Regions from separate parts of the Zea mays genome. Here region 1 is linked to region 2. A link is a contact called in public Hi-C data. All regions are on one chromosome and are shown on one strand. The core of a region is the stretch at or near the end of the contact, and the rest is flanking DNA. Distances in the headings are between cores, read along the strand shown. Region 1 holds the start of LOC100274227 (40S ribosomal protein S7). Region 2 holds the start of LOC103639252 (protein SCAR2).

Region 1 (3,808 bases), core at 102-2,601, 150 kb before region 2:
GGTATAGAGCCAGAGCAGGTCCTTGATCGAAGGATGGTGAGAAAGGGCAATCGAGCTATTGTTCAAGTGCTGGTGAAATGGAGTGGGGTACCTAAGGAAGCTGCAACATGGGAGGATTATGCAGTGGTCAGGGCACGGTTTCCAGAGGCAAACGCTTGGGGACAAGCGTTATCTGAGGCCCGGGGAGATGTCATGACTGAAGACGCGGACTGAAATGGATCTGCGGGAGATGGAGTGGCGCGAAGACTGGTGGACCGAGGTCAGCCAGCCAGGCATTTCTATTTCGTTGTTAATGGAGTCTGTAATGGAGTTGTGGGCTGTTAAGCCGTATTAGTGCCATCTTGGGCCGTAAATAATAGACCAGGGAGTTGTTGGTGTGCCTGTAAGTATTGTACTCGGTGCTTTGAGCCAGACATGCAAAATCAGAAAGGAATCAAATCTGTTGAAACTACCCAACCACTTATCTCTGTTCTTCTCTGCTTGTCTTGCGTCTCACGTCGCGGTGATCTCTACCGCTGGCAAGGGTCGTGACACAAGCAAGACGAAGCTGGACCATCTCAGCGTCGGTAGCAAAAGCTAGAACTCGTCTACGGTGATGCCGCCCCTGACGACCTCATAGTCGTCTAGGTTTAGGGTCTAAGCTACTTATTTGGGACGGGAGGGTTTAGGGTTTTCCGGACGGGAGATCTCCTTGTTGGCCCTCTGCCCCAGCCAGTAAGTGCCCACCTTGTTCTTGATCTCGTCCATCTATCGTCTCCTTCCTCTCTACAAACAGGCGATCGAGCGGCACCGGCGATCTCTCTGCTGCTGCCGCTGCTCCGGTGTTCCCTCCTGCGTACGATCTCTTGCTCTGATTCTAGGTTAACTTCTTTGCTACGCGGAGACGGAGAAGAAAGGAATCGTGGGAGGTGTGTCCTAGTTCACCAGGTCGCGCGTTGGGCGCGAGCGCGACCGGATCAAAGCGAGAAGCGGCGAGGAAGATGTGTCCTCCACCGCCGAGCAAAAGCGACAGCTCTTTCCTCTTCGTATGGGAAAAAACCGGCAGCTGACGACAGACGTGTGTAACTCGACGACATATTTCGTCACGTCACGTCTCGTCTCGCCTCTTCCCTTCATCACTTCCTGAAACCTCCGCCGTGAACGAAGCGAAGCCTTTCGGTGATACAATTGAGCCAGAATGCTATGGGCCTAAGATGCACAAGCGTAACACACCTCTCAAGTCGGGCCACAAAGTAGGCTTCGAAAATATTCGGCCACCCAGCCTTGTCGGCCCACTATCCGGGGCTAGGGTTTTAACCAAGCGTATAAGAGCTCCCACTCGCGCAGACACCCAAGCCTCCACCAAATTAAACCGCCGGCGCCTCCACTTCGCGTTCTCGCCTCATCTCCTCCCGCTCAGGTATCCATCCCTGCCCCCTAGTCTATCGTCGACCTGGCCGCCCGTTCTCTGCTTACCATCTCCCTTTGCGCTGTTTGCTGATCCGTGCTCTCCTTTTCGAATTTCCTCCGCCGCTGCAGGATCCGGCGGCGAAGGTAAGGCAAGATGTACACCGCGAGGAAGAAGATCCAGAAGGATAAGGGCCTTGAGCCCTCCGAGTTCGAGGACTCCGTCGCCCAGGTGAGCCGAGCTCTAATCCCCTTCTCTCCCCTCCCGTTATTGCGCTTTTATTCTTCGAAATGCTGCTGCTGTGTTGGGTTGCCCACGTGTCGGGGTTGTGATGTGCTTTCGGCCGGTTTTGTTGTACCTGCAGGCTTTCTTCGACCTGGAGAACGGTAACCAGGAGCTCAAGAGCGACCTCAAGGACCTTTACATCAACGGTGCTATGTAAGCTTACGCCCTTTGAGATGTAGAAGCCTGTGGTGTATGGCTGTGACATTCGGTGACGATGCTTGTCGTGACTCTGCAGCCAGCTGGATGTTGCCGGGAGCAGGAAGGCTGTTGTGATCCACGTCCCATACCGCTTGCGTAAGGCCTTCAGGAAGATCCATGTCAGGATCGTCAGGGAGCTGGAGAAGAAATTCAGCGGCAAGGTGAATTTCTCGTTTTTTTTGGTTTTACTGCTGCTGTCCGAAGTGTATATGCTAATTGTAGCAACTGCATAAGCTTGAACGGGGTAATGGATTTAGTTGCATTGAGATAACATACATGTATGCAACTTATGTTGATCATGGTTATTAAAGCGGTAAAACGTTACGAACCACCTTTTTAACATTTAACGTTTAAACGAATGCTGAAACGTCTTTTCAGACATTTCAAAAAATTTCAATTATAGAATATGTTCATACAAAAGCTAAGTACTTAAGTTCACAAAACAAAATGAAACAGATCAAGTTCAACCACACAAGTTACAACTTGTATCTATGATCAGTAACCATTAACTCTTGATGACTGAAAGTCTGAAACTAGAGAGGGCGTCACTGTTTGAACTGGAAGACTGAACCTAGAACTCTTGATGATTGAAAGTCTAAAACTAGGGAGGGCGTCGCTTCACTGGCCTGGCAGTGCTGGATTGTTGGAGGATGGAGAGGGAGGAGGGGGCAGAGGAGAGGAGAGGAGGGAGGCTGTGGGCTCTGGACGCAACCGGAGGGAGGGCGGCAGGCAACAGTGGATGCTGGAACCTGAGGAAGGGCGACAGGCGACGCTGGAGATGGATGCGGGTGGGTGGCGACGACCCTGGAGGAGAGGAGTCGGGCGGCGGCGCTGGAGGAGGGAGTCGGGCGGTGGTGCTAGCAGGACCTGGAGGAGAGGATGGAGGCGGGCAGCTGCGCTAGCAACAGCACAAAAGGAGAGTATGTGAACACACATAACGTCCTGAACACGCATAGAACGTATGAAAACGAGAAAACGACGTTTAAACGTGATAAACAGACGTTCTTCATGTTTTTGCTAAAACGACCGGACGTTCTAAACTCTATCCACATTTTTTTGTTTAAACAATGCTTAAACGACGTTTAAGCGACATTTTAATAATAATGATGTTGATTTTCAGGATTAGGATATGTAGCACCGAAGTTGCCATCCTATTGTAATTCTATTACCCTTGCATAAAATTGGTTGACATGAACAAACTAGCTGTTGTCACTGTCGATTATCAATAATGTCGTTGATATTTGTATTGCATCCTTTTGGTTCATTCAACCATTCCAATGTTTGAATTATTTGTTGGCGAAACAAGCAGAAGCTTCTGACCCCGCTTTACCGCTCTGTAGTTTTCTTTCATATTAGACCTGCATACTTCACCTTTTATTTTTCTCGCACCTATGTTTCTCTTTCTTTCGTTAGTGCTTGGCTTGGTGTCTGTCATATAGATATATGTTTTGACATAATATGCACTTTTTATGAGACTGTTGGTTATTGTGGTTATTCTTGTACCATAGCATATGTTAGAAACTTTTAGATTATCTTGTTTGATTTGCAACGTTAGTCAAGTTCGCAAGAATACTTATCACGCATATTACATGCCACAGGATGTGGTAATTGTTGCCACAAGGAGGATCGTGAGGCCGCCCAAGAAGGGTTCAGCTGTTCAGCGCCCTCGCACCAGGACTCTGACTGCTGTCCATGATGGCATCCTGGAGGATGTTGTCTTCCCAGCTGAGATTGTGGGGAAGCGTGTCAGGTACCGTCTGGATGGTGCCAAGATCATCAAGGTAGATGCTTTCATCTTGCTTTCTTCAGATAACCTACATGTCTTATTGAGGAACTGAAAGATGTCACATGGGATCTTTGCTGACAGTTGTAGTCACTTGAACAAAAACACTTAAAATTTAGCCTTGGCTTTTGTTATCTAGATTTTTTTGATACAGT
Region 2 (3,985 bases), core at 950-3,449:
TTTTCATACAGATTCAGCATAAGTGGTCTGAAGCTTTGGAATACAGATCCATTTAGTTGGCGGTACTTCAGCCGTCTGCGGTTTGTGGGCACTTCATCCATAGCTTCAGCAGATGGATCAGTCTCCAGCCTACAGAGATGGACAGAATAACGCTTTTAGAATAAGCAAGCAGAACGACAGCATACTGGTACAGGCAAAGAGTGTGGGAGGACAGGTACTTGGAGACATTGTCGGCTGCGTTAGGGGGCTGGAAAATCTGGGCATTCTCAAGGTTAGGCCTGATCTCCTGCAAGAGTGGGACAAAATGAGTTTCATACACTGGGTCCATCAAATTTCCTGAAGGATAGTTTACAAAGCTGACTTCAGCCAGCGAATATACTCCATACTGGAGAACTTGGTGGTGTTTATTACCATGGCTTTGGGAGGTCTTCTTTCATCTCGAATTCCTTCCTCATGCGGCAAGGTGGAACATGCGGAATCCGTCCTGAAGAAAGACGGGTCGGTGTATCTCTTCAAGCACGCCCCCTCGCCGCCGATATCATACCTGCGCATTGAACGATGCTGCAACCGTCATGGTTCAGATCTTCTCAGTTGCCCCACACACACACACACTAGAGATAGGTCACACCATACTTGTCGAGCATGAAGAGCTTGGGTGGTCCGCGACACTGCTTGATTGACTCCATGATGAAGCGAGGCGTGTCGCCTCTCGTGACAACCCCTTGGTCGACCCTCGGATTCGAACGCCAATCGACACCTGCAGAAGGGATTAAATAATTTAAATTACGGCTTTCACAAATGAGGAGAAAAAAAGCAGACTGGTCTTGTTTCTTTGTTTACTAAAAATTGAGAAGTAGAGAAGGGTAAGCAGCAGAAGAAGAGAAATCTGCACTTGTTGGTGCTGAATGAACCCACCCCTGTTAGAAGCGACATGCAGGTAGTCTCTCTGGCAGGAGTCTCTCTCCAGCAGCGGCAGCTCTGCCTCCAGCTGCTGCACCCGGAGCATGAGGCCGTGCCCTCGCGCGGACGTGCTCATCACCTCGTCGTACAGGCCGTGGAACACCTGTGCAGCAAACCTGCAAGCCGTGCAACAATGAGGTGAGTTTTCAGTTGTCTTCCTGTTGCGATTTCTGTTCCGTTTCCTACTCCAGTTTTCTTTGCTCCAATCTCCGGGTATCAGAAACTAATTAATCGGAGCGTTCTTACATAGATGAAGATAAGAAAGGCTTTTGGAATTTGGTCTTTTTTTTTCTTCTCTCCCCCTAGAAAGGGCAGCAGCTATTTCGATTCACAATTACGCACTTATTATGATCGGAAAAATATTATGACGGCACATTTATCTCCCCGCTGCTGAGCTAGGAGTCCTAGCACAAGGCCGTCACAGAGTTAACGACCTGGAAAGTCAAATGTCTAATGCATCAATCGCCTACCTTTTCTAAAAAAAAAGGGAGGAAGGGTTCCAAAACATAGCATATAGCAAAAAAAAAAGCATTAGGTGATCCACTACGACCGAAATCCAAATTAAACGCGATCGGTCCAGGAACCATGACGCACGCAGCGATTCGAAATGCGTGGCATCAACAGCTGGTCCAGGAAAAATGGAGACGCTCGAATGCACCCACGGAATTCAGACGAGGACAGCAAAATCCTTATTCATGGCTGGGCGGACAAAGGAGAGAAGAGCAAGGCTGGAGAACGGGAATGGTGCGGCGCACGTACTCGGCGAGGTCGCCGAGCTGGCGGAGGACGCCGACGAGTCCGGCCATGGCGACGCCATCGAGGACGTCCTCCGGGTCGTGCTGGTCGGCCGCGCGGTAGAGGTCGCGGCCACCCAGCGCGTACTCGTTCCCGACCGTGTGCCGCGACAGGGGCATTGCGCGCAGTCCTCGAGACGACGCCTCCTCCTGCCGCTGCCCGTTGTAGCTTTTATCCCCCCGAGCAGGCGGCCGCTTTACACTTAGCTTCCACCGCCGGCCGCCGCTACGCTAACGAAGCCGCCTCAATGGATTGGCGTGGTGGTAGTGCTCTTGCGGCGAGCTAGCATCGGGGGCCGGCCTTTTTGTTTCTTCTTCCTCCCGCTCGCTGTCTCGTACTTGCAGGCGCGTCAACACGAGCAATGCAAGCAGGGACAGAGAGATAGGGAGGGGGAGAAACTGGGAGAGGGAGGCTAGTAGTTTCGTTTCGTTTCGTCCCTTGATACGTTCGTGCGTGACTGCGTGCCCCCCGCCTCCCTGGACTGCGAGGTCAAGCGGGACCCACTAGCGGCGGGGTGGGGACTAGGGATGGCAACGGGGAATTTCCCATCGGGTTTTAGCTCCCAAACCCGTCCCTGCGACAAAAAAATTTCCCCGCGAGGATCCCCGCGAACGCTTACGGGGGACATTTCTTCCCTATCCCTGTTCCCCGCGGGGATAAATCCCCGTCGGGGATTCCTATCCTCGCTTAAATTATAATTAAATTATACTTCATTTGTTATTAATGTGAAACATTGTCACTCATACACATTATTAGATGTAAAAAATCATTATGTGCGCATTAAAATCAATGTATTTGTACAACGGGTGATCTCTTGACAAGGTAATTTTTTATTCTTATCATTAACTATTACATAAAAATATTGTCACATGTAAGTTTAACGGGTCCCCGCGGGGAACGGGGATGAGGAATGCTTCTCCATTTCTGTCCCCGTTTACCCATCGGGGGAGAATTTTCTCCCATTTACATCTCCGTGGGCGAAGAAACTTCCCTATCCCTATCCCCTAATAGAGAAATTCCCTACGGGGAATCGGGAATCGGGTCTCCATTGCCATCTTTAGTGGGGACTGGGGCGCTTCTTCATGCTCTGGCGCGGTGCATGTGAACTGGCTAACGAAGCCTGTGATCGCGCGCGTACCCATTTACTGCCGTGCCCGTGCATCAAGTCGAAAGGTAATTCTCGTGAGTGATTACTGATTAGGACTTCTGGTAGCACGAATACTGGATGGAATTGAAGGGGTCAAAATTGAATAGCAAGAAGATTTTAGTTGGAAGGTGATTTTAGTCCTGCATTCCTTTCCGGTGTCTTTGCTCCTAACCAGGCTTTTAAAATAGCTGGGGTGCCGTATCCTTGGCACCAGTCATTATCTACCGCTGCGTCGTTTCGCAGCGACATCATCGCGCTGATTTTTATATTCTTTCCACCACCTTCCTTTCCAATGTCACGGATGGGAATAGAGACAATTAAACTGCTTATTTTTATTCCTTCTCTCATGGACTGGGGCGCTTCTTCATGCTCTGTATGTTCTCGCTGTTTTTTCACTAGCTAACGCTAATATCCGGAAAGGGAAGAGGAGAAGGGTTGATAGCGACTGCATGAGTGCGGGCCTGAAGAGGGAGGGGACGACGGAGATAAGACATGATCCAAATAATGGAAATAAAAGTTATATCTGAACCATTAGTTTTTATGATATATTAAGTATGGGTCCAACTTATTTAATGGATTTAATAGAAGTTATAAATGTAGAATGATTTGGTTGGATGATTTTTACAAAATTTTAACTGGTGGATTATATGCTACTATATATAGATAGATAAGGAACTTCCCCACGATCCTCATCCTCCCGAGAGAGCAGTTATAGCTACCGATGCCCGACCTTTCCATGCACATCTTCGCCATGACGTAGTACTGGGCGGCATTATTTTCTCGAAACTTTCATTTACTACCGCGCTACCGTCAGTATGAACAGCAAATGGAGAGATAAATCCTCCGGGGGGGGGGGGCAAAAGATGCGTCACATGATCGCTCCCTCCCGCGCATTACACGACAAGGATCACTATTCACAAGGCTACAAGATTTTGATGCCTGATTCGCCACAACAGAACGGCGGCAGGACCAGCGACGACAAGCCCCAACAAAACTCAAGCCAACCCAACCGCCCACCTATTCCAACCAGATAAGACCAGCACAGTAGCCTCGCTTACACGGGTGTGAGCACCACCAACAGAG

What was found. A called contact is a pair of places that touch in the nucleus more often than the background predicts.
Region 1: a Hi-C map of leaf shows a contact between it and region 2, with 5 times the contacts expected there. The contact joins the promoter of LOC100274227 here to the promoter of LOC103639252 in region 2. A contact is called at or near these places in 13 of 25 Hi-C or Micro-C datasets (bundle sheath, ear, endosperm and 4 more) and 1 of 3 datasets of contacts at active chromatin or transcription factors (leaf).

The regions. Positions count from the first base shown.
Region 1 is chr9:143,157,313-143,161,120 of Zm-B73-REFERENCE-NAM-5.0, reverse strand. LOC100274227 (40S ribosomal protein S7) reads left to right here and starts at 1,351. Exons shown (of 6, transcript NM_001148598.1): 1 at 1,351-1,399; 2 at 1,519-1,618; 3 at 1,752-1,825; 4 at 1,908-2,031; 5 at 3,469-3,651. The coding sequence starts at 1,544.
Region 2 is chr9:143,007,148-143,011,132 of Zm-B73-REFERENCE-NAM-5.0, reverse strand. It overlaps LOC103639252 (protein SCAR2), which reads right to left and starts at 2,199. Exons shown (of 9, transcript XM_008662013.3): 1 at 1,720-2,199; 2 at 916-1,076; 3 at 634-757; 4 at 412-544; 5 at 219-286; 6 at 1-129. The coding sequence starts at 1,874.